Linked DNA regions of Mus musculus: regions 2, 3, 4, 5, 6 and 7 are each linked to region 1. The links are chromatin contacts, called in public Micro-C and promoter capture Hi-C maps. All regions are on one chromosome and are shown on one strand. Each heading gives the region's core, a stretch centred on a gene start, on an enhancer-like site or on the middle of the called end of the contact. The rest is flanking DNA. Distances are from core to core; before and after follow the strand shown.

Region 1 (3,240 bases), core at 468-2,967:
GTGTGGGCAGAGGGCTCAGCATCCAACCCAGGGACGAACCAAGACTCCTGGGGGAGGCAGGGTGGAGTGGAGCACACGGACAGTGGGACAGGGGGCTCACACAAGAGCAGGAACTAAGGGATTGCTGCCCTGCCTGCCTTCTCTGTCCTTGCCAACCGCCTACATTGTTTGGACTTTGGGAGTCACATGAATGCAAAACCGGGTTCTCTCTGGGAAACTTAGCTCATTAAGGCGTCTTCACCTGTAAAAGGAGATCTATCTCCCAAAATGAAGCTGGAATTTAAGATAAGTGACTGATTGCTTCTCAGCCTTTTGGCTAAGATCAAGTAAGAGCAGTGACTGGCCTAGCCCTCTCCTGCTCTCAAGCTGGGGAAAGGTCCAACCCAACCCCAGCTCATTTTACTTTGGAGGTACTCAATCCTGACTCGTCTAGGAAAGTTTTCCAAAAGTATAAAAATTGGGGCGTAGACATGAAGTAGCTCTGTAATTCCAGCCCTTCAGAACAGGATTTCCATAGCTTCACGGGTAGCCAGCGTTACAGGGCAAGATCTTGGTTTGGGTGGTGTACTGGCTAGTTTTGTGTCAACTTGACACAGGCTGGAGTTATCACAGTGAAAGGAGTCAATTGAGGAAATGCCTCCATGAGATCCAGCTGTAAGGCATTTTCTCAATTAGTGACTAAGGGGTGAGGGCCCATTGTGGGTGGTGCCATACCTGGGCTTGGGTTCTATAAGAAAACAAGCTGAGCAAGCCTCCATGGCCTCTGCATCAGCTCCTGCTTCCTGGCCTGCTTAGTCCCAGTCCTGACTTCCTTTCGTGATGAACAGCAGTGTGTATGTAGTGTAAGCTGAATAAACCCTTTCCACCCCAACTTGCTTCTTGGTCATGATATTTTGTCCAGGAATAGAAACCCTAAGACAGGTGGTGTTTTTGTTTTGTTTTAAAAAAAGGTCGGTTGTTGTTGCACACACTTTTGGTCACAACACCTGGGAGGCAGAGGCCAGCATGGTCTGCAAAGCGAGTCCCAGGACAGTCAAGGGTACACAGAGAAACTCTGTCTCAAAAAACAAAAACAAAAAGAACATGGAAAAAGAAAAGATCTGTGCCGAGGATCCCTATGTCCTTATTGTGAAAATCTTCCTGAATTAGAATACACATAGGTAGGGCTGCCGTGACTTCACACCACGGATCCACACCTAGGCAGCTCTCCCCTCACCCAATACCCCTGTAACATGACCACCCCTGTTGCGTTCGCGACAATAAAAAGCAAGCCCTAACACCTAACTCGGCTCGGTGCACGTTGTGGAGAGGAGTTACCCAGTCTGAAAGAAGTTAGGTTGGTTCTATTAAGGTGAAAACTGTCCCTTTGCAGTCTAGTAACAACGTGGAGGTGGGGGACATCGGACAAGTCGCATGGGTAGGCTAGCAGAGAGGGGTTGGGGACTGGGTCCCTCGCTCCTGTCATAGCAGAGGTCTTTGCACACGGGCCTTGCGGCGTGCGCACCTGCTCTCACGGCCTCCTCGCCTGCCCCACCCCTGCCCGCTCGCCCCCAGGCTCGCCCCCGGGAATCGCGTTCGTGCGGAGCAGCGCTCTGAGCCTGCGCGTTGCTGCCCGCCGCACAGCCGGCTTTCTGAAAGCCAGCCATCTCCAAAGCCGAAGCACCGCACCACGGCCGCCGCTAGGGCCCGACTCTCGCGAGAGCTCCCTGGGCCACCCTTGCACCTTCCCCGACTCCACGGGGAATTGGGAGGAAGTTCCGGAGAGCCGCGGCGCGCAAACGCGACACGCCAATCTTGCGCCAGCGCGCCGCAAGTGCGCAGGCGCCGCCACACTGCTGCTCTTCCTCGTCCCTCTGCCCACATCAGGCTGTCGGGTCCTATGTCGCGCCGGGCCCTCCGGAGACTGAGGGGGGAACAGCGCGGCCAGGAACCCCTAGGGCCCGACGCCTTGAAGTTTGTCCTCCTTGATGACGATGACGCAGAGGAAGAGGGACCAAAACCGGGGCTGGGTGGCCGGCGCCCCGGGGGTGCAGGGAAGGAAGGAGTCCGTGTCAACAACCGGTTTGAGCTGGTGAGGAGCTGGGCAACCTGAGGGGGGGGAAATGGTGGGGGCATGACGTCATGCGAAGGGGCACAAAGTTGGGTCTGGACTGCAGTCGAGTGGGCGGAGAGAAGGGACTGCGCCGCATCGGGGAAGGCGGGTCTTCAGCCGCAGGGTGGGTGGGGTGAGGAAGCCGTGTTCCCCGTCCGAGATCGAGTGGAAGGTGGAAGAAAATGCCGAGCGAAGGGGCTGCTAAAGGCTAACGGGGGTGCCGACAAGGGGCTGAGTGACAGGACTTTGCTGCAGCATAGGGCGTGTCTCGCGGCTGTGTCCAGAGACGTGACGTGACGCAGGGCAGGACGGGGCAGTGACGTCAGAGTGGGCGGGGCGTGACATCCGAGACAGCTAAGGGGGAGGGGCACTGTGGATGGCGAGTGGGAGGTGGGGTTCAGTTGGGTCTAGGCTTCACTGAAGGAGTAGGGTTGTTCTGTCCGGGGCAATGGGATGGTAGGGTAGGCTTGGTTTCATTTCTGCGACTTGAGGGAGGTCTCTCTTCTGCAAACATTTCGGCTTATTCATCACAGTACTTCTGTGTGTCCCAGCTACTTGTACCTATCGTATCGTATTCCTCGCAGCAGAAAATTGGGTAGCAGTCCTGAGCCCCGTGTTTTTCCTTACGACAGACTGACCTGGGTCTGCAGTTTCATATGTGTATAAATTATGATTCTGACTTCATGTGTGGGCAGATAATATGTCTTTTCCTCGTATCTCCAACTTCCACATATGGTAAGGTGTCAGTGGCCATTTTCGAGTGAGTAAAAAGATGTAATGTGTCTGAGACTCTCAGTCTTGCAGTGAATTGTCTCAGCTAGCTGGGACACACGGAAGTACTGGGTCTTCCTCAAGTCGCAGATATGAAACCATGTCTATCCTACTGTTGCAGCACCCAAGACAGCACTACCCCCAGTTGTCCCCAGCTTTTTATCAGTTAGCAGGTTTAAAAGTTCCTAGCAAAGATATTGATTGGTGTGAGAAATGTCACAGACATTTTGGAAGTTTGGTTCAGAGATTGTTTATTTCTCCCATAAGGAAAGGAAGGGATCTGTCCTGTAGTCTGTGGCGATGGTGAAATATGTCTTCCCTTGGTACAGAGAACTCGCCTGCCTCCTCTGACTTTGAGCCTGAGAGCAACCCCCATT
Region 2 (3,240 bases), core at 474-2,973, 1.0 Mb before region 1:
AAAAGGAATCATTTAATTAGGGGCTCACAGTTTCAGAGATTAGTCAGTCCATCATCATGGAGGGGAGCATGGTAGCATGCAGGTGGACAATGTCTAGTTTTAGACCCCATTATAAGGGACCAAGGTGCATATTTTACATAGCTAAGCAGACCTGGCAACTCCCCTGGCCTCAGTCCTTGGGGTCAGTGAGCTCGCGGGCAAGCAGCTTCCCAGTAAACCTGGCTTGAATAAGATCTAATCTGGCTTGATTCGGCTCATTTCACTGGGTAGCTTGAGCAGTTGGTGTTAATTTTCTTCCAGAGGTGGGAGGCCAGCGTGGCCTAATCCTGGCTTGCAGATGGCTGCTTTCTCACTGTCTCCTCAGATGGTGGTGGTGGTGGTGTATGAAAAGAGATATACATATATACATGCACACATACATAGGAGAGAGGGGGGAGAGAGAGGGAGAACCTTCTGTCTGACCTGATTGGCAGCCACCTTTAATCCCAGCACTAGCATGATCTCTCAAATAGCTCTCCTTGGTATCTATTGAAGGACACCAATCTATGAGATCCAGACCCCACCTTTATACCCTCACGGAGAGGCTCTGCTTTGAAATCCATACCAGCTTGGTGCTAGGACTTCACATGTAAGTAACTTGGAGGGTGGGCGGCATAGTTCAGTCGCATTATGGAGTCAAAAGTATTCGACTTGTCATGACTGGCGCCTTCCTAGGCGTCCTCGGTGTTTGTAGCATGTGTCTGAACTTCATCCCTTTCTGTGGCCCAATTAATGCAGGACTGTAAGACCAGAACTCCCCCCCCCCCTTATATCAGTTTATGGGCATCCGGGTGGTTTCACTTTGAGGAAGACAGGCAGCCCCTAACCAGTAAGACCAAGATCAGATTCAAAATTTGCAAGGGGTCAGTACCTAATGATCTCCGTACCTTTTATCAGGTCATGGGGGGGGGGGGGGGTTGGACTTCGGGCTCCAGCAGCTGAGCCCCATCTGGGTAGTAGGAGGGGACTGAAAAATGACCCAATCAGTTTAAGTCCTCCCCAGGGAGGTTACACTGGGTCACGGTAATTTAACGATGCCAGAGATGTTTAGCGTCACAGAAACAGGTAAGAGGATCTAAATCCTTCAACTCCAAAATCTTTTTTTTTTTTTTGAGGGTACCAGGGCCTCGCACATACTTGGCAGGTGCTGTCTCAACCTCAGAGCTACACTCCAGCCCCCAAAACACTTTTGGTCAAGTATTGATTTTTTTTTTTCCGAGACAGGGTTTCTGTGTAGCCCTGGATGTCCTGGAACTCACTCTGTACACCAAGCTGGCCTCGAATTCTGAAATCCGCCTGCCTCAGCCTCCCAAGTGCTGGGATTAAATACAGCCCGGCAAAATATTGATATTTAATAAGGCAGAAAGTTCGTGCCCTGAAGAAACGAATGCTAAGTTTTCAGACCCTGGAAGTGTCCACTCGCACTCACCAAGAGCCTCAAAGGGCTTTCCCTTTCCGGCACGCATCCCGCCTGCTCCTCATCTGATCTCATCCCAAGCAACTACCACGAAGAGCCACCGACTGCGCACGCGCCGCCAGGAGGCCCGCTAGAGGGCGGGGTCGACCTCGGTGAGCCTGCGCAGTAGCAGAGCCTTGGGAGCGCGCGCCGCGGAGGCGAGGCCGGCGGAGGCCGGAAGGAAGTGCGGAAGAGGGCGGGGCTAGCGAGGGAAGCCCGCCGGTTCGCAAGACGGCCGTCGCGGCCTGATGACGTTGCACAATGGCCGGCCCCCGCGGGTAGTGGAGCCCGTTTGTTCCGCCCGCGTCGTGCCCAAAGCCGGAGCCAGTGAGGAGCGAAAAGGCTGAGGAACGTCTCGTCCACGCTGCCCCCACCACAGCGGAGCCGTGGCCGCCTCCCGTCTTCGCGTTGAGGTAAGCTGGGCCGGCGGGCGGCGGGGAGAAGGCCGCCCCAGCGGCGGCGGGAGCGAGGCCCCGGAGCCCGGCGCCGCCTCCCGAGCTCTCGGGCGCGCCCCCGGCTGTGCGCAGCCGCGGGCCGAAGCGCGGGCCGGGACAGCGGGCAGGCGCGAGCCCGCTGCGGCCTGGGACGTCCGGGCGGGTGCCGTGGCGCGCCGCGGTCTGCCGTGGTGAAGTTGCTTTTCCTGAAGCTGTCATTTTCCCTTCCGGGCCACTCGGCGTGGCACATGTTCGCCGCCCACAAAGGGGAGCGGATCGCGCAGGTTGGCTCGGGAGGAGGCCCGCTTGGACTCTCGACGGGCTCTGCAGGGAACTTTGAACTCTCTGGAGCCTCCTGCAACTTGCTCTCGCAACTTCAAGCGAGCACAGGTTGGACGGACCCACTGTGCTCCAAGAGTCCCGGGTCGCTTAGGAAGTGTGACCTCCTCGCCTCTTGGACTGTGAGCTTAGAGATGCCATTTCTTTAGTGTAAAGTAGCCAGGCGATTGTAGTGCTAGAAGGAAATTAAACTAAGACCTATAGTCTCGCCCCTACTAGATACTTAGTTTCCCGTATACTTTTGACAGCTGAGTTTACCGGGCACAATAGCTGTTTCAAATGAGCTTTTTCTTGGCACTTATTAACAAGAGTAATCTTCAGACCCATTTGAGGGTAGTAGAAGAAGGCATTTGTTTCTTCTTCATCACATTACCTATCCCAAGGCAGAGGTTGAGATTCTCTGTCCCTAGGCTAGTTCCCATTTCCCAGCCCCCTGAGAGGAGAATGCGAATGATCTGAACACGTTTGAAGCCAGCCAGTTCTGGAACCAATCAATATGTCCCCAAAGCTGAAACTCCTCTCTAGTCGTAGATGGGGAATGCTCAAACATTTTAAGAGCACTTCGGATTTACTTCCTGAACACTCAGCAGGTAAGTTTGCTTTGCTCATCTCCAAAGAGATAGCTTGTCATCTGCAGACCATCCCAAGGAGACCATCTCCTTACCGAAGAGTTTTTGCAGAGCTTAAGTCACTTTGCGGGTGGTGTTTTCAACATCCTGACATTCTTGCTCTATACATGGATGGAGCTATGAATAAGTTTTTTTAACCAGGCATAACAGAACTTAGACATCAACATAGGCTCTGCTCTGCTAAACTTCATCTCCCACAGCTGAGTATGGTGGCCCACACCTTAATCCCAGAACTTGGGGGGAAGCAGAAGCGAGGGGGTCTCTTAGTTCCAGCTAGCTTGGTCTACATAGTGAGTTCCAGGACAGCCAAAGCTACAAAGTGAGACCTTGGTTCAAAGGAAAA
Region 3 (3,240 bases), core at 208-2,707, 930 kb before region 1:
CAAAAAGGAGGATCTCACACTGAGACAAAAACCAAAAGACACTAACGTTGAAGTGTCTAGAGATGCTGCAACTGCTGGCAAAGGCTTTAAAGCAGCCACCATGGAAGTGCTCCAAGCAGCAACCACGCAAAGAAGAAATGGCCCGCAAAGAGATGAAGTAAGAAATGGGGAGCTGGAGAGATGGCTCAGTGGATAAGAGCGCCGATTGCTCTTCCAAAGGTCCTGAGTTCAAATCCCAGCAACCACATGGTGGCTCACAACCATCTGTAATGAGATCTGACCCCCTCTTGTGGTGCACCTGAAATAGCTACAGTGTAATTATTTATAATAATTATTTATAATAATAAATAAATCTTTGGGCCAGAGAGAGCTGGGGTTGACTGGAGCAAGCAAAGGTACTAAATTCAATCCCCAACAACCACATGAAGGTTCACAACTATAATGTACTCATATACATTAAATAAATTAATTAAATCTTAAGGGTTGGCGTAGCACTGGTGGGAATACCAGCTGGGTACTGCCACCCCAGGGAACCCACAGATCATTAACAGAATGAAGAACTGACTCTTGTTCTCCCAGAGCTGCCAGGGCATTCTTCCTAGGAAGGATGAAAGTTCACACCAAAACCTGCCCATAAATGTGGCAGCAGTTTTCCTGGTAACAACAGAGCCCCTGTTCTAGGGCCTAAGCAACAGTGGGCAATGAAATCCTGCTGCGTCCACCTGGATAATCCTCGGGAAGAGCGTGCGTACTGAAACGAGCCAAACTCAAGAATCTACAGGCTGCGTGGATCCACTTCTAAATGACCACGGTGGAAGGAAGAGCAGAGGGAGACTGGGGTGAGAAGCCCTGGTCCCGGCAATACCTCCCCAGTTTACAAGTGTCACCAGGGAGGGAGGAAGATCTGCCCCTCACCAGCGCCCCTCGGATCCCTGCATGGCAACGCCCCCTTCATCCCTGAGCTACCCTCCCAGCCTTCTCCAGCCCAGCTACTCCAGATCCGGGACATTGGTCTTTCCCTCCAGCCCTAGGACCCTGAATCCCGGCAGCAGTGACCCTCATCTCCAGCCCTGTGCACATCGATCCCGGCACCTGTGCCCCGGTCTCCAACTCCCAGGCTCCCCGATCCTGGTTGTAGTAACCCCCATTTCCACCACTGTGCCCATGGATCTGACGGTGGCGAACTTCCCCCTCATTCCAGCCTGGAGGATCCCCTTTCCAGCCCAGCTACTCTGGAACCCGACCCTCGAGCCCAGGGGTCCCAGTGACTACAGCCTCCAGCTCTATGCCCCGATCCCGGCCGAGGTGACTGTTGTCTCCAGCACTCACAGTACTTGATAACTGCGATGTTGACCGGCGCCGTGCAGGTGACCATTAGGTCCTGAGGCTTTTCTGAGGCCATAACTGAGATGCTGGAGTCCCGAGCTAGAGAGCCCAGCACCGATTACCCGGTGTCTACAGACTCACGCGCTGCCATATGATTGGCCCGCTGGCCGGGCTTTTCCCGTGCTGTCCAATAGGCGACAGGCCGAGCCCATGATCCACTTTTTAGCCTATGGACAGGATCGAATGATGTGCGGCTGACACTGAGCCCGCCCCCGGTGCCTGCAAGCTCGTGGCTGCGAGCGAGAGGCGGGGTCCGCTCAGGGAGTGGAATCTACGCATGCGCAGGAGGTGGTATCTGCGCAGGCGTAGGAGGCCTCCTTCTTACAAAGGTTCCTCCTTCTGGCACAAGCACCACTGGATAGCCTGAGTGACCGTCGGGACAGCGGGGCCATCTGCTGCTGAAACAGCGGAGCTGAAAAAGGATACGCATCTAGCCTCTACGCTGCATGAAAAGCTCACTAGACGGTGAATCCGGAGGGATCCGCAGCCCAAGGTCGCGCCCGAGCCCCACATCCTGGAATCTTCTACATTCACAATCTGACTTCTCTTGTCACAACCTCCAGTCTCCTGGTCCCACAGTCTGGGGTCTCACAGCTTGCCTGAGGTGTCCAGCCGCCGCGCCGGCGGATGTACTGCATCCGAGATGGGCATTTTCTCTCCCAAGCTCCACACAAGCAAGAATTTTGTCGTTTTTTTTTTTTTTTTTTCCGTAGCTGAAATGGATCGGCACATTTCTGTGTCATTCTTACGGTACAGTTTAGTGACCTTTAGTATATTTACTTGATACAACCGTCACCTCTGTTTCCAGAACTAACCATCCATTCTCCAACAGAAACAGATACAACTTCCTGGTTCCACCTCCTGTAAAATCGTGGCTGTTGAATGGCTTAGAGTTCCGAAGATGTGCGAGCACACGATACCCACCCAGGCCACCAGTTCTGTTCCTAGGAGTGTGGATGGTACCTAATCCTTTCACAGCCTTCTGGCTGACATTTTCTACACAGTGAATGGGAGTTGCTTTTTTTTTCCATGCTGCTTTTTCTACGTCTGAGTTTCTTGGACACTTTCCAGCTGCACACCAAAACAGCTTCCTTGTTTGTCTAGACCGTCGGTAATTGACTCAAGCCGTCCCCCTTGGAAGCCATGCACCGGACTTTCCTTGCATTGTGTATAAGAGTGCTTGCGTAGATTCCTAGAAGTGGATGAACCAGCCAAGCAGCTATGTGCCTGGGGCGATGTTGATAGCTGTTGGCCGGCTGCCATCTTGGAAGCTGGATCGATTGCTCAGCTCTCTCTGCTAGAGCGAGAGTGTGTGAATAGGCCTTCTGCGCCACAGTAGACAGCCTGTCAGTCAGGCTGACAGCTGACCAATGGGAGTTCACTATTGTTTCCTTGTGGCTTGTGAGATGGCTCGTATTTTCAATTTCTCTTGCAATAACTTTTCTGCTTCATACACACACACACACACACACACACACACACACACACACACACCAGCAGAAAGGTGGTGTGTTTAATCCCAACACTCAGGAGGCAGAGGTCAGGTGGATTTCTGTAAATTCCAGGGCAGCCTGATCTACAGAGTAAGTTCCAGGGCTACACAGAAACCATGTCTTGAAAAAACCTAAATAAATAAACCCAAAGAAGAAGAAGGGGGGAGGATGTCTCTGTGAGTTCAAGGCCAGCCAGAAGTTCACTGTGAGATCCTGTCTCTAAAAAATAAAAACAATAAGTTAAAGAAAGAAGAGAACAATTAATTTACTCCGGAATGAATAGTTTCACCCATGGGTATTTTTGTACATTATCAGGTACAGAGACCAAGGTCACCTCATGAGCTGAAGGACACCAGTACCT
Region 4 (3,240 bases), core at 260-2,759, 900 kb before region 1:
GGAGCAATGGGAACAGGTTTACAGGTTTAAAGGTGCTTTTCAATCCCGTGTTCTACCTTTCTAAGAGGACAACACATACTGATTGGTGAATAGTAGCAAACTGAAGAATGCAGCAGTGGCCTGTGTGCACCGAGTGAAGGGATTGTAAAAAAAAAAAAAAAAAAAAAAAGACAACACTTCACAGAACACACCGTAAAACACCCACTTGTGCGTGCATACAAAAAAATGGGTCCTGATCCAAGGCTTCCTGCTAGAATATCACAGGAGCATTAGGCTGAGCAGGAGCTAGCTGTGCTCTTCCAAGACAACCTAGCAGAGCTCTCCAGAGGGATCCAGTCTTCGGTTCAGCCTGACACAGGGGGCAGGGAAAGTCAAGGCAGCCCTGGATGGAGACAAGGTCTCTGCCACCTCCCTGTATGACTCGCAGGCACACGCCTACCCAAGCGGCTCCAGTTCCCTCTGCATTAGAGCCTCCAAAATCAGCTGCCTCTGTTTGCAAAATGCCTCCCACCAATCTGGGTGCACCTTGTCCTGCCCCAAGCAGAGGGGCTGTCTGCTGACAAGTCCTCCTCCTGCCCGTTCTCTATCGGCTAATCTCAAGAGCTGTACTGTGGGGAGGTCATGGAGCAGACGTTCTATCTTGGCTCCCTCCCAACCAGGCTGGGGTTGTGAAGGCCCTGAGCACCGCTCCCTCCCGCGCAGAGTCACATCCTCAAGTTTCTGCTCCTGAAACACGGGAGGAGGAGCCGCTAGATTGGGGGTGGGGGGTGTCTTGGCTCAGCTGGGCACCTAACGAAGTGCTTGATGTCTGGGTCCCTTTAGGCCCCGCTACCTGGAAGCTTCCTGTTCAGAATAGGCCAAGTCCTTCAAAACAAAACACCAGGCTCCAAACGCGTCCCTCTCCTAACTTTAGGGAAACTCATTTCCTTGACAGTCAACACGAGTAGACATGGGGTGGAACAGAGTGGGTTGCAGAAGCCACAAGTCGTTTATTTACAACGGCCCGCTCACCCGATCTCTGCAAGCCCGGACCCCCGCGCTCGGCGCAGCGGCCGCGTCCACCGCCCTCGAAGCAGCCGGCGGCCGTTGGCAACGCGCGGGGCCGGGGCGGGTGCAGGGCGCGCGCGCGGCCGGCGGGCAGGGGCTGCTTTCCCCACGTCTCCTTTCGGCCGCCAGCCACGACCCCGGCCCGGACCCCCCTCCCGCGGGCTCCCGGCGCGCGCTCTCACGTGTGGCCGCAGCTGCCGATGGCCACTGGCCGATGGTACACCTCCAGGCAGATGGGACAGCTGAACTGCGCCTCCAGGCCGCTGTCGCCGCCCGCGGGCCCAGCCGGCGGCTGCCGCTGCTGCGCCGAGGCCACCAGGCTGCGGAACATCGCCATCCCCGGGGCAGGCCGCCGCCGCCGCCCCCTATCCAGGCCGGCAGACCCGGCGTCACTGCCGCGACGGCGCCGCGCTGGCGTCACCGCCCAGGCCCCACCTCCCCGGGTTGCGTCACGACAGCGCCCGCTCGGCGGTGACGGCATCTCAGCGCGCCGGCATCTCAGCGCGCCGGCTCCTCACGCCACTCCGCAGTCGGGACCCACCCCTCCATGTGTCAGGCCGGTGAGGATTACGCGGGGCCGGCGCGGCGGGAGCCTCCGCCCGTGCCGCGGCCAAGGTAAGAACCTTCTACCACCAGGCCGGGGACAGTCCCCTTCGGTTCCCCACCAACCGGAATTCCGGGACTGCTGTGAGTCGGCGGCTAGAACTAAACCTAGGCCCTGGCGCGTGAGCCTGGCGCTTCCTCCGCCAGCTCGGGCCGGGAAGCGCGACCCTGACTCCCCCAAGCCCGCCATGGTGCGAGAATTCTGCCACATATGTTCTTGTTCTCTCAAAGCCGGGAGCAGAAATGTGTGAAGTGCGCAGAAGGCCTGCCGGTGGTGGTGATACGAGCGGGAGATGCCTTCTGCAGGTGAGATCTGGGCAGCCGTCCCCACCCCACCCCACCCCCACCCCCGCACGCCCCTTTTCCAGGCTTGCTTGTTTTCTTGTAAAGGCGCGGTAACTTGTAAGTGCTTAGCCCTAACCGTAAATAGTGGTGGGAACCACTGGTGACGACCCTTGTCATCTAAACTAGGCACACCCGTCAATTCAACACTTCAGAGTCCATGACAGGAGAATTACCTCCGATCTGAGGCCAGCTTGGGCTGCAGAGATGACCCTGTCAAACAAAATCCCACAGTCTCCTGCGCAGGTGCAGCCAGCCTCCCTTTGCTTCTGTGTTACAGGGTTTGTTTCAAGGCATTCTACGTTCACAAATTCAGAGCCATGCTTGGGAAGAACCGGGTCATCTTTCCTGGGGAGAAGGTACGATGTGTGGTGCCTGGGCGCTCGGCTGTCAGCCCTGCTGTCTTCCGTTTATGTTCGTTTCTTCAGCTGGCCTACTGTCCCTGGACATTGAGGGTAGACTTGGTGTCTGGGGCTGTCCAAGAAGTGGACAAGACATGCTCATATTGCGGATGCATGCCTCCGTGCTGATGCTGCCCTTCCCACCCCCAGGTGCTCCTGTCCTGGTCTGGGGGCCCTTCGTCCAGCTCCATGGTCTGGCAAGTGCTTGAGGTACATCTACACCATCTTCTGGGCGTAAGCTTCTGGATTGAATTAGCAGGGGCCTCCTTCCTCAGCCTATACTATGGAAGTTTTTGGTTAACACTAGACAGTACCCCACCCCACCCCAACTGGGACACCTTTAGGATGTCCCATATATATTCAGCAGGTGTGCAGTCCAGACACATGCCCTACACAGGGTCCCAGGCTACATCCCTATTGAGCTTTATTTGTTAGGACACAGTTTCAAAGATTGGCCAATCATGACAAAGAGCAGAGAGAAGCATTTGCCAAAAACAACGGGAGAAGCAGCATAGGTAGAAGGGAGTGGGGCAGATGGAACGGGACTCAAGCTAAGAGTGTCTGAACCTGCAGAGGTATACAGGGTTTCCTTGAGGGACCCCATGCAGAGCAGGGAACTACATGCTCTCTCACTGTAGGGTACCAGCTAGAGGGGCCAGTGTAGAGGCTGTCTTGGTAGGGGAGGTCTCAGTGGCGGTGCTGCTCCAGTGTGAATGACCTGTGTCGTACTTGAGTGGCTTTTGTGTCACCTGCTGGTCCCCCAGACCTACACATGTGAAGGTGAGAGCTCACTGTGAAGCCGTCAGTGTCTGATACCGCTTCTCATGGGAGACTCCGCCCCTGCTCT
Region 5 (3,240 bases), core at 434-2,933, 860 kb before region 1:
GTGGTTGGCAAAAGCAGCAGGGATTAACAGAGAAACCCTGTGCCAAATAAGGTAGAAGATGAGGGCCAACACCCAAGCTTGCCCTTTGACTTCCACGAGCATGCTGTGACACGCACGGACCTGTGTTCATACACATACACACACTTAGATTACGTACAGTGATTGGTGCAGGTATGAAACGCTGTGTGTGGTAGGTAGCATTCTGTAGAAACAGCAACAGAGCCTGCTGGTCAATCAAGCCAACTGATGAACTCCAAAAAGTGGAACACAACTGGAGAAGACTCCTGACTTTGAATTCTGGCCTCCCAAGCACAGCCAATGAAGGGCGGCCACCACAGGCCCTGGGGAGCAGGGAAAGATGCTTTACCCTGCAGCCTGCTTGGCAAGCTTAAAATTCAGACCCCGAGGTTCTGTGTGTGTTGAGTGCGGGAGAGGCTAAAGTTAATTTATTATTGTTTTTAAGAATTATCTATTTATTTTACGTATATGAGTACACTGTCGATGTCTTCAGACACACCAGAAGAGGGCCCCAGATCTCATTATGGTTGTAAGCCACCATGTGGTTGCTGGGAATTGAACTCAGGATCTGTGGACGAGCCGTCAGTGCTCTTAACTACTGAGCCATCTCTCCAGTCCCGCGGCTAAAGTTTAACTGTTATCAAGTTTCAGTCAGGAAAATGAGATGGTCCTGGGGTGGCCATTAGTGACATATGAGGATGTGCCTAATGCCACCACACTATCAAAAATAGATTAAGATGACAAACTTCGTGGATAGATGTTTTACCGGAATAAATACATGAACGGTGTCCAAAATCTGTGATGGGCTCCAGAAACCAGAGACCCAAGATGGCAAGGGGTAGGGACTTCCATGCCTGGCTTCCTGGCAACGAGGAAATGTGAGATGGGCTACTGAGATTGAGGCCTGGCTACTCCTAATCCCAGGTAGGGCCAGGAGAACCCTACATAGCTGTATGTGCCAAAGGTAGATGAAATGCAAGGTGAGGCACCAGGGACCAGGCGAGGGGAACGCCCTGTCCTGCCTCAGCAACACAGGTCAGCTTGGGAGATGCACAGGCCCTGAGCTCTGCCCTTTCCCCTGCCTCTTTTCCTTCCTGCCTGCCCTCCGTGTAGAGCGGTCCCAACACTGTACAGAGAAATAAAGGCTACGTCCAGAGACGAACACTCTACCCAAGGAAACAGGCTCAGAGGCACAACTTGACACTCCAGGGTCTCGTTCTCAGTCATCATTCCTCCAAGATTATCACCCCTCAAGAGCAAGAAGAGCGAGCCAGGAGAGCGAGTCCCGCCTGGGTCAGCCGTGCAGCTCTTGCTTCTGGGAAGAGAGGGAAAGAAACACTAAGAGGCAACACAACCTGGCTGTGTCGGGATGCAGGGTTCCCAGGTGCTCCCTGGTCCCGGTGGTGTGGCGTATTGGTTGAAACACATTGATGTGACTGTCACAACCATGACTTTAGCAGTGCAGAGGACAGAGGTGAGATGTTATTTATCACAAGCAGCCTGAAGGAGACAGCCTTCCTTGTCTTTGTCCTTGAAGGTTAGCTGCCACCTAACTGCAGGAGAGGGGTCATGGGGGACAAAGACATTCCTCAAAGAGGGCAGAGCCTCAGACTGCTCTGGTGGAGCTGCTGGGCAAAGCCTGTGATTTCACAGGAAACAGGCCTTTCCTGAGCCAGCAACAATAGGGACAGCCAGAGGCAGGAAGGGCCCCTTGCAGGCCAGCACATACTTAACCCTTTATAGACCCTCACCCTACAGCACAAAGCTGAAGACCCTTGCTAACATCCACTCTGGGGTCCTCAAGCCATAGCTGAGGGCTAATGAAGTCCACCGGGTGGCTCCCCTGGACTCTGAGTGACCCAGAGCAGAGCAACGGTTTGCTCGTCGTTGTGGGAACCGGGTCAGGGAGGGAGGGGTAAGGGTAATAGGACCACACACAACTTTTAGAGTACACCACACAGAAGGTTTGTCACCACCCCTCCTCCACCATGAGCATGAAGATGGGCCTGCAGATTGGGCTGTAAGGGAGACCTCACCTACTCAAGAAGCCCCAGCCTGGCCCAGGGTCTGTCAGGGTAGGAGACGAGAATCCACCACTCCCTGGAGGCTCTTTGAGCCAGCTGCTCCCATATGTCTCTGGTCAAAGAAGCCTTACAGCGACCTCCCAAAGCAGATGCCAGACACATTTGTAAATGGCTCTGGAAATGAGTCTGAAGCACACGGCAGATCTGTGGGGAGCTTCCCCTACCACAGCCAGTGCTGGACAGACGGACGGAAAGGTGCAGAGATACAGTGTGTGCTTGAGATGACCGGATCCTTTGGAGGGATGGGCTGTGTCAACAGGGAGAGAACACAGTGAAGGTTCACACTAGTCTGCATCAACGCAGCAGGCCGTCCAGCCCAAGTGGAGACAAGCAAGCGTCCAGTGCAGGAACAGCATGGTTTCTTCGAGGGAAGCCTGGGTGAAGAGCAGACTCACCTCACCCTACCATCTCGGCCCAGCACAGAAACAAGGTTGAGGGTCTCATATAACCCCCCACCCCACCATTGTCACTCCTGTCTGCACAAGAGAGGGAACAGGTTTGGATGGCCTGCCCTCCTAGTCTCTAGGCTACCTCCCTCTGAGAAGGGAGGAGAGTCTCTCTAGGCCAAAAGAAAGACCTCGGTGAGCAGAGAGAGTTGAGCAGAGGCCCCAACAGGAGAGACCAGGCTAGCCCAAAGGACTGCAACCCATCTCTAGGGCAGGGCAGGGCAGGGCAGGGCAGGGCCTGCTTGGGACCCTGGGGCAGCCACAGTCTCAGCCCTGGAGGAAGTGGTGTCTAGACTGGCAAAGAGCTACAAGGCAGAGCAGAGCCTGGAGTCCTTCTATGGTCCCAGCTATGCAGCAGCCGTGTCCAGTGGTGGAGCAGAGACTCCGCTGAGACCCTGGGTCCCACAGAGGAGTACGCTGTCCAAAGAGGCCATAGCTGCCAGGCTGGGAGAGGCTCAGCAAGGTGTGTTCGGGGCCCAGAAGTAACCAATACCCTCAGAAGACTACTTCTCGGAAGGGCAGCCTCTGTCCCACCCCATGGCCTTGCACACAGGCCTGGACAATGCCACATGCAGGCCAATGTCTGTCACAATCCTGGGGTAGGTATCAGTCTCACAAGTGTCCCCGAAAACTTGGTTTTCCAGGGATCAGAGACAGGGGTCAGAGGAAGCAAGCTCTACGCTCCAGGGTCC
Region 6 (3,240 bases), core at 348-2,847, 760 kb before region 1:
GGAAAAGAGCAGAAAACTGACAGACGAGCCTGTAGTCAGTACTTCTGGATCAAACCAGTGGAAACAAACAAACCGAGCCAGTGCGATTTGGCCCTAAAACGACTTAATACTGAAAGGCACTATATATGTATGAAATCTCTCTCTATATATAGATCTTCAGTACTGCTCATTACTGTGCAAAGTCTGCTATTAGTGACCAGGACAGGAGCCAGAGAAGCCAGACATCCATTGTGTGAACAGTCAGCATCCACAAAGAACGGGAAGCTGGAAGGGGTTTCCTGCAGTGGCTTCTGGGTGGTGGGACTTATGTACAGGACTTTTTAGATCTGTATTTTTCTTAGTAATAAAAAACTACTAAGCTAATGTTTATCAAGTGGGATGTTTACTTTCTTTTTCTCCTATTAAGTCTCTAAAATTGGAATGGCGAGATGGCTCAGAAGGTAAGAGCACTGACGAGTTCAAATCCCAACAACCACATGGTGGCTCACATCCACTCATAATGAGATCTGACACCCTCTTCTGGTGTGTCTGAAGACAGCGACAGTGTACTTATCTATAATAATAAATAAATCTTTTTTTAAAAGTCTCTAAAATTCAACTTATTTTACATATATAGCACCTCTCCATTCTGATGGGCCCACAGATCGCTAGACAGCATCCCTCTCCCCTTTTTGAGGAGGTAAGTGTGGATCAGCACAGGTCTGAAGGCCCTGCAGAGGGCTGGTTTGGCTATTAATTAGCCTCGGCCGGTATTAGCCTCTGATTTGTTTCAAATCATCCTGAACTGGATGTGACTCTGATTCTAACAATAGCCAACAGATGTCACTCCACAGTGTGTGTCTGGGGGTGGGGGGGTGGGGGTGGAGGTGGGGCTGGCAGGCTGAGACTGCGAGGAAGGCACAGTCCATCTAGTTCTGTTTGGATAGTTCCATCTGACTTAGTGTTCTACATGACTGATTTCTAAGCTTTCATGTCACTTCAGGGCGACAGATTTCTCAGACAGGGACACTGAGGGAGATATGCCCCAGGGCAGAATTCATAAATGACCACAGGCTGCACTCGCAGGTGACATTCTATGCCTGACTTTGTGGTCAGAGTTCCCCCAGAGGTCAGGCTGGAGGTGGGCACCAAGGCAGGGCCACCTGTTGAGGGGAGGAGAATGTCAGCCCGCTCTCGGGAGGGGAAGTAGGAAGAAAAGGGCCTCCCTGAACACCTACCCCCACTGCGGAAACAGTGAAAGATGTGACACCGGGCTCTGGGCCTCCCTCGGGTCACTGCTCATCCGCCGTGTGGCTGCCCTGTGTCTTCCGTGTCCCCCCGCCGCGTGGCCCCACTTACATCGTCCATGAGCAGTAGCACGATGTTGGGGGGCTGCGGAGCACCTGCGGCCAAGAGTCCTAGGGCACTCAGTACCAGCAGCAGCTGCTGGGCTGCGGTACAGGCCGCCATAGCAAACCAAGCTCCCGCTGAGGAGTCAAGACCCAGTCCCAAGCCTGCCGCGGTTCCTTTTGGACTGTAGGGCGGGCCCTGGCGGCAGAATGAGAGGAGGGGCAGGGCCACGGAGAAAAGAAGAGGGAGAGGTGGGGCCTAGGCTGTCTGAGTGACAAGGGAGTGGGCTGGGCCTTACGGGAAAGGGGCGGGACCAAGGCCGGACCTGAGAGTCTGGGCGGAGCCATGGTAGAGAGAGGCGGGCTCTGAGCCTCGGTGGGAGGAGAATGGGCGGGGCCTGCCTCCACATCGGGTCACATGATGTGGCGCACAGCCTGCCAATATGGCGGTGTGCATCGCGGTGATCGCCAAGGAGGTGCGTGAGAGGCTGCGGGCGGCGGGCGGCGGGCGGCGGGCGGCGGGCCTCCTTCCAGCCATGGTCTTGATCTTTTCAACTCTGAGCTCCAAGCCTCAGCCAAGCCCTATGATCAGGATCCTTCCGGCTCGCTTTCGCTGACAGCTGACAGCCGTCCGCCGCCAGTTTGCAGGCCTCCGCCTCCGGGTTTTGAGATCCCCCGGGAAGCTTAGCTGGTCGCTGCAGCCTGCCACCCGTCGCTCTACGCGTTCTTTTCACGGCCTCAGCTGCCTTCCGCGTCCGGTCTTTCTGCCCCGCCTTCCGGACCGTCCCCTGGCTGCCCAGCCGGCGCTATTTAAATATAAGCCTGGCGCGGCTCAAGTCAGCCTAGAATCCAAGTGCTTTTCTTTGCCTTAGGATAGTCCCCTTCATGTCTTTTGCACCCTTCTACTCCACCGTGAAGGCCTGCAAACCTCTAGACAGCATCCCTCTCCCCTTTGTACCCTCTATTCCCAACTGTCATCTTGCTGGCCAACATATATATTCATTTCTTTCCGGAAAGCTGTTTATGGATGCTAAGACAGCTCCAGAGGGCCACAATATCCTGTTGCATGAAGCCTGTATCCCTATTAGGCTTTTTCTGAGATCTGCCATTAGGGATTAGACTGCTGTGAAGCTGTCAGTATGAAAGAGGGAGTTATACCCCCAGGAGGCCACCAAAACCAAAACTCATGTCATAGGCAGCTGCTGCTTTGATAAACTCAGGAGGAGGAAGTCCAGTATCTATGCTGAAGGGTCCTGATTTGGAGACTCATTCAATGTCTCGAAGCACTGAGAACAGACCACTACCCTAGTGTGGCACGTTAAGAAATAGCTAGTGCCCCTGCTGTTAGGATGACACTACAGAGTGTGCTGGTGGTTGAGGCAGAGGTGATCCTAGGAAGAGAAGTGTCAGGGTATGTTGTTAGGCTGTGCTCAGGTTGGCATTCCGGAGTCATTTCTGCTCACTTCCTGCCCCTGTGCATTTGTCTCTACTGCTTCCACCCTCCCTTCCTCCTCCTTTCTGGTACAGGTGAGAGAACTAGGGCTTAATGCTGCGACTCAAGCACTCCACTACGGAGTTACATCTCTGGTCCCATATTGCTTTTCTTTTTGGCACTGGGAATTGGACTTAGTGCCCTGTGCATGTCAGGCAAGTGCCACACCACCCAGTTTTATCTTTATAGTCCACTCTCTGCAGACAGTCTTCCTTAGGTTCAGTTATGTCGCTGAAGGCAGCATGCCACAGTGCATTAAGCAGTAGAGAGTCATTGTCAGGCTGAGAGCACACGAGTGCTTTGACTTTGCCCTTAGAGCCCGAACTCACTGGGTGGGCTGCCATCTCTTCCTGCAGAATTACCCTCTGTACATCCGAAGCACTCCGACAGAGAGTGAGCTCAAGTTCCACTACATGGTGC
Region 7 (3,240 bases), core at 356-2,855, 670 kb before region 1:
GAGGGCAGTTGGTGTTTGTGGGGAAGTAGACGTTGGTTGTGGCTTTCTGCGCTGGGTGGTCCGATAGATAAGGAAGGAGTGGGGAAGGAAGTGGCTGCAGAGAGCTTGAGGGGCCGCGGTTCCCTGCAGAAACCATGGCCGTCTGCAGTCTGCACCCAGCTTTATGCCAGGGATTGGGGGCTCCCTCCTGTTCCCTCACACTCTTCCCATGCCAGGGTGGCCAGACATCAAGATGGCCTTGCTTCTGTCTTTTGGAAACTGCAGGAGACAGCTGTCCATCAAAGTTCTCTAATGATGTGGCTGAGTGATTCCAGGTTGGGGCAGCCTTCCTTCCAGGCCTTTAGGAATCTGCTGTCTAACCAGAAAGCTGAGAATAGGAATTCAGAGGCTATGGAGACTGGAGGCAAGGAGGCACTCAGCTTACACTGTCTCCTCTTCTAGGTTGTGAGACTCTATGAGTGCTGGGTAGGTAGATGAACAGATGCATCATGGATGGATGGGTGGACAGACAGACAGATGAAAAGAAGAGGCTACACAAGTCTCATAGCAATCCACTTTATACAGAAAGGATAGGGTCTGCAGGTTGATGTCTCTAGTCTCTAAACCCATCAAGGAGGGCCGTAAGTCCCAGCCGCTCCAGATTGGGGGGAGGGGGGAGAACAGTGACCTGTGCAGCTCCTTGTGAGCTGAGCGGCAGGCCACCAACTTCTGCTTCTTGGTCCCAAGTGAGGTTTGTCTAGTTAGGGTGGGTAGCAGGAGCCATACACTGGGTGACAGGTGAGCCTGTCCAGTGCTGGCCACCAACCCTGCCCAGTACAGGGTGGGGCTGAGCAAACTCAGAACCAGAGAGCAGGTGACACAGCGCATGGCTGGGTGACACGTGGAAATCCGGGACGGGGACTGTGATCATCAGATGTACATCTGGAGAGGACAAGCCTGCTTTTGGGTCCCTAGGCTGGAATTAACCCCTTGTGAGGGTTGGAATTGGGACCCAATGTTTTAGGGGCTTGCTTACATCTCTGGAAAACTCTACGGCTGCCCCTTAAGGTGCTTCTGAGAACAGAAATAAATTCAGCAAACCACACAGGAAGCGCATCTGCTGAACACCTGGATGTGCGAGGCCTGCCTGTGACCTCGGAGAACCCACTCAGCCTCTAGTGAGGCACAAGTGTCAGCGTTGCCACCACCAGCACATCACTGCCACCAGTGCATCACCTGGAGGCTCAGCAAGGTCACCCAGCAGCTGAAAAAGGGCTGGCATTTTTTCAGCCAGGCTTAACCCAGATTGGTGAATCTGTAGGCATCTATGACCCAAACTGTCAGGCACAAAGTCCTATCTACCTTGGCCACTGTTACATCAAGCCCGGGTCCCTCAGCCGCAGGAAACCAAGGTGTCCCAAGGGAGAGTCCAGCCTGTATATGACCCAGCACACAATGCAATGACCCACAGAAGCAGGCATCCTGAGAGCCTGGGTGCTGCCTGCTTATTGGTGGGGAAGCCCCTTCTGAAGCCACTTTCTCTTTAAGGGGCCAGTGTGGAGGGCAGCCCCTGGTTTCTTTATGACTGTGAGGTTGGGGCTGGAGGCTCACCCTTCTTGGGGAGTTGCTCTCCTCAGCAATCTCTTTTAATTTCACTTCCTTTGGGTCTGGGAAGCCAGAAGTGCAGCTGGCCCGGGGCAGCAGGTGCCTGAACCACAGAGGCAGAAACAGGCAGAGATGAGAAAATCTCCCTTAGGCGTGAGCACTGTTTCCTTCGTAATTTCTCACTCCATCTATCTTTCTTTGGTGTTGAAGGGCGCTTTAAAGGGAGCTCTAAATAGGCCTGGACAGTGTACTGGTAGCATTCTGAATACTCTGTTGCAGCAGGCAGCCACAGAACCTGGTGCCTGCTGGTCAGCTTCCCTTGGGGCCTCCAACCCCGCCTTCACAGTCACACCAAGGGTGCCGCCCTTCCTCCAGTCGGTGGGCTGTTTGCAGGTGTGTCGTGGTCATGGAGATCCTGGTAGGCCTGGCTGAGAGAGTGACGGGTGTTTTAGGCACCTGGAAGGATTTGGGAGACGCTTGGAGTCAAAGCTTTTGGATCTGATGAGTCACTGGTGTGGCTAGCCAGGTTTCCTCCTGAAACTGGACCCTCTGTGTAAACTAGTGCTGCCATTGAAGTAACCTCAGAACAGAATGGAAGGGAACTTAACTTGTATCTGCGAGGAAAACAAATTTGCATTGCTTTTTAAAAATGAAGTTTCTAGTAACATTTTTCTGTGCACGTGCAGATCACGGTCCAGTTTAGAGGCTGTGGGGCTCGACCACGGGCTTTCACTAAACTTTTTTTTTTTTTTTTTAATTTAAGACAAGGGCTCAAGTAGCCCAGGCTGACCTCCAACTAACTATGTAACTATGACTGGTCTTGAACCCCTGATTTTTTTTGCCTCTATTTCCTGAATGTTGGAAGTACAGGCACGCACTACCATGTCTGGCTATTATCTGTAATCTTAAACATCAGGTAGGACTGGTGAAATTGGTCAGTGGGTAAAGGCACTTGCCACCAAGCTTGAAAACCTGAGAGAAAGTGGAAGGGGAGAACCAACTCTCTGTACTTTTCTATTCTCTGACCTACACACACACACACACACACACACACACACACACACATACACACATACCCACATATATACACAGAGACACACGCACATACACACATATACAGAGACACATGCATGGACAAATGCATAGACATACACATACACACACATATATATACACACACACTCTCATATATACACACATAGAAACACACACATACACACATACACACTTATACACAAAGACACATGCACAGACAAATGCACTGACATAAACACACACATACACATATTCACACACTCAAACACTCACACACAGACACACATACTTACACACAAACACACACATAGACACACACACTTACACACTCACATATAGACACACACTTACTCACTCTCTCTCTCTCTCTCACACACACACACAGAAAGAGAGAGAGTAAAATATAATAGAAAATTTTAAATCACACGCCCCCCACCCCCTTGAAGGCCCAGTCGGCACTGTTTCCAAACACCAGTGCCTCCATGGGCTACTGGATGCTCTCTGGTTCCTCCTTGCTGAGTGTCTGGTCTCATGAAGGTCTCACTCTGGACTCTGCCTGCTGCTGTTGTCTTTTGCTTAACTTCAGAGCTTGGGCTTCATCCTAGTGGATATGGTGGTAGA

What was found. Promoter capture Hi-C pulls out the DNA fragments that hold promoters and counts their contacts. Hi-C and Micro-C count contacts between places; a contact is called where the count stands out from the background. Capture Hi-C pulls out chosen DNA fragments and counts their contacts.
Region 2: a contact with region 1 is called in a promoter capture Hi-C map of liver, with 4 times the contacts expected there. The contact joins the promoter of Zc3h18 here to the promoter of Tcf25 in region 1. A contact is called at or near these places in 2 of 39 promoter capture datasets (liver and pre-B cells) and 1 of 9 other capture datasets (liver).
Region 3: a promoter capture Hi-C map of liver shows a contact between it and region 1, with 2.7 times the contacts expected there. The contact joins the promoter of Mvd here to the promoter of Tcf25 in region 1. A contact is called at or near these places in 3 of 39 promoter capture datasets (the C10 cell line, cranial neural crest and liver), 1 of 484 Hi-C or Micro-C datasets (embryonic stem cells), 6 of 115 datasets of contacts at active chromatin or transcription factors (astrocytes, bone marrow-derived dendritic cells, epiblast stem cells and 3 more) and 2 of 9 other capture datasets (adipose tissue and liver).
Region 4: a Micro-C map of embryonic stem cells shows a contact between it and region 1, with 8 times the contacts expected there. The contact joins the promoter of Ctu2 here to the promoter of Tcf25 in region 1. A contact is called at or near these places in 4 of 39 promoter capture datasets (the C10 cell line, embryonic stem cells, hippocampal neurons and 1 more), 6 of 484 Hi-C or Micro-C datasets (CD8 T cells, embryonic stem cells, pre-B cells and 1 more), 3 of 115 datasets of contacts at active chromatin or transcription factors (cardiomyocytes and embryonic stem cells) and 1 of 9 other capture datasets (liver).
Region 5: a promoter capture Hi-C map of liver shows a contact between it and region 1, with 4 times the contacts expected there. The contact joins the enhancer-like site here to the promoter of Tcf25 in region 1. A contact is called at or near these places in 3 of 39 promoter capture datasets (liver, pre-B cells and stem cell-derived epiblast-like cells), 3 of 115 datasets of contacts at active chromatin or transcription factors (embryonic stem cells and epiblast stem cells) and 1 of 9 other capture datasets (liver).
Region 6: a promoter capture Hi-C map of liver shows a contact between it and region 1, with 4 times the contacts expected there. The contact joins the promoter of Galns here to the promoter of Tcf25 in region 1. A contact is called at or near these places in 5 of 39 promoter capture datasets (hippocampal neurons, liver, pre-B cells and 1 more), 1 of 484 Hi-C or Micro-C datasets (Sertoli cells), 3 of 115 datasets of contacts at active chromatin or transcription factors (double positive thymocytes, extraembryonic endoderm stem cells and large pre-B cells) and 1 of 9 other capture datasets (adipose tissue).
Region 7: a contact with region 1 is called in a promoter capture Hi-C map of pre-B cells, with 2.9 times the contacts expected there. The contact joins the enhancer-like site here to the promoter of Tcf25 in region 1. A contact is called at or near these places in 8 of 39 promoter capture datasets (the C10 cell line, cranial neural crest, embryonic stem cells and 4 more), 1 of 484 Hi-C or Micro-C datasets (embryonic stem cells) and 2 of 115 datasets of contacts at active chromatin or transcription factors (large pre-B cells and memory CD8 T cells).

The regions. Positions count from the first base shown.
Region 1 is chr8:123,371,994-123,375,233 of GRCm38.p6, forward strand. Tcf25 (transcription factor 25 (basic helix-loop-helix)) reads left to right here and starts at 1,718. Exons shown (of 18, transcript NM_001037878.4): 1 at 1,718-2,071. The coding sequence starts at 1,880.
Region 2 is chr8:122,374,893-122,378,132 of GRCm38.p6, forward strand. It overlaps Zc3h18 (zinc finger CCCH-type containing 18), which reads left to right and starts at 1,724. Exons shown (of 18, transcript NM_001029994.1): 1 at 1,724-1,908. It overlaps Gm39270 (adenomatous polyposis coli protein 2-like), which reads right to left and starts at 2,192. Exons shown (of 2, transcript XM_030243895.1): 1 at 1,469-2,192. The coding sequence starts at 2,179. The coding sequence ends at 1,541.
Region 3 is chr8:122,441,965-122,445,204 of GRCm38.p6, forward strand. Mvd (mevalonate (diphospho) decarboxylase) reads right to left here and starts at 1,458. Exons shown (of 10, transcript NM_138656.2): 1 at 1,330-1,458. The coding sequence starts at 1,402. 9330133O14Rik (RIKEN cDNA 9330133O14 gene) reads left to right here and starts at 1,692. Exons shown (of 1, transcript NR_045696.1): 1 at 1,692-3,240.
Region 4 is chr8:122,474,634-122,477,873 of GRCm38.p6, forward strand. It overlaps Ctu2 (cytosolic thiouridylase subunit 2), which reads left to right and starts at 1,510. Exons shown (of 15, transcript NM_153775.2): 1 at 1,510-1,662; 2 at 1,882-1,956; 3 at 2,273-2,351; 4 at 2,544-2,603. The coding sequence starts at 1,595. It overlaps Rnf166 (ring finger protein 166), which reads right to left and starts at 1,441. Exons shown (of 6, transcript NM_001033142.3): 1 at 1,230-1,441. The coding sequence starts at 1,384.
Region 5 is chr8:122,516,023-122,519,262 of GRCm38.p6, forward strand. The region is part of intron 1 of Piezo1 (piezo-type mechanosensitive ion channel component 1); the gene reads right to left. Among named protein-coding and RNA genes, the nearest start is that of Gm26497, 3.0 kb to the right of the region's middle. Within about 2 kb of position 1,684, at least 60 of the 459 cell types and tissues checked have an H3K27ac peak or open chromatin away from gene starts, as enhancers often do. A contact at or near this core is called in liver, where this site is marked.
Region 6 is chr8:122,609,890-122,613,129 of GRCm38.p6, forward strand. Galns (galactosamine (N-acetyl)-6-sulfate sulfatase) reads right to left here and starts at 1,598. Exons shown (of 14, transcript NM_016722.4): 1 at 1,339-1,598. The coding sequence starts at 1,449. It overlaps Trappc2l (trafficking protein particle complex 2-like), which reads left to right and starts at 1,737. Exons shown (of 5, transcript NM_021502.2): 1 at 1,737-1,804; 2 at 3,177-3,240. The coding sequence starts at 1,772.
Region 7 is chr8:122,700,881-122,704,120 of GRCm38.p6, forward strand. No RefSeq gene overlaps it. Among named protein-coding and RNA genes, the nearest start is that of Gm10612, 4.6 kb to the left of the region's middle. Within about 2 kb of position 1,606, at least 78 of the 459 cell types and tissues checked have an H3K27ac peak or open chromatin away from gene starts, as enhancers often do. A contact at or near this core is called in memory CD8 T cells and pre-B cells, where this site is marked.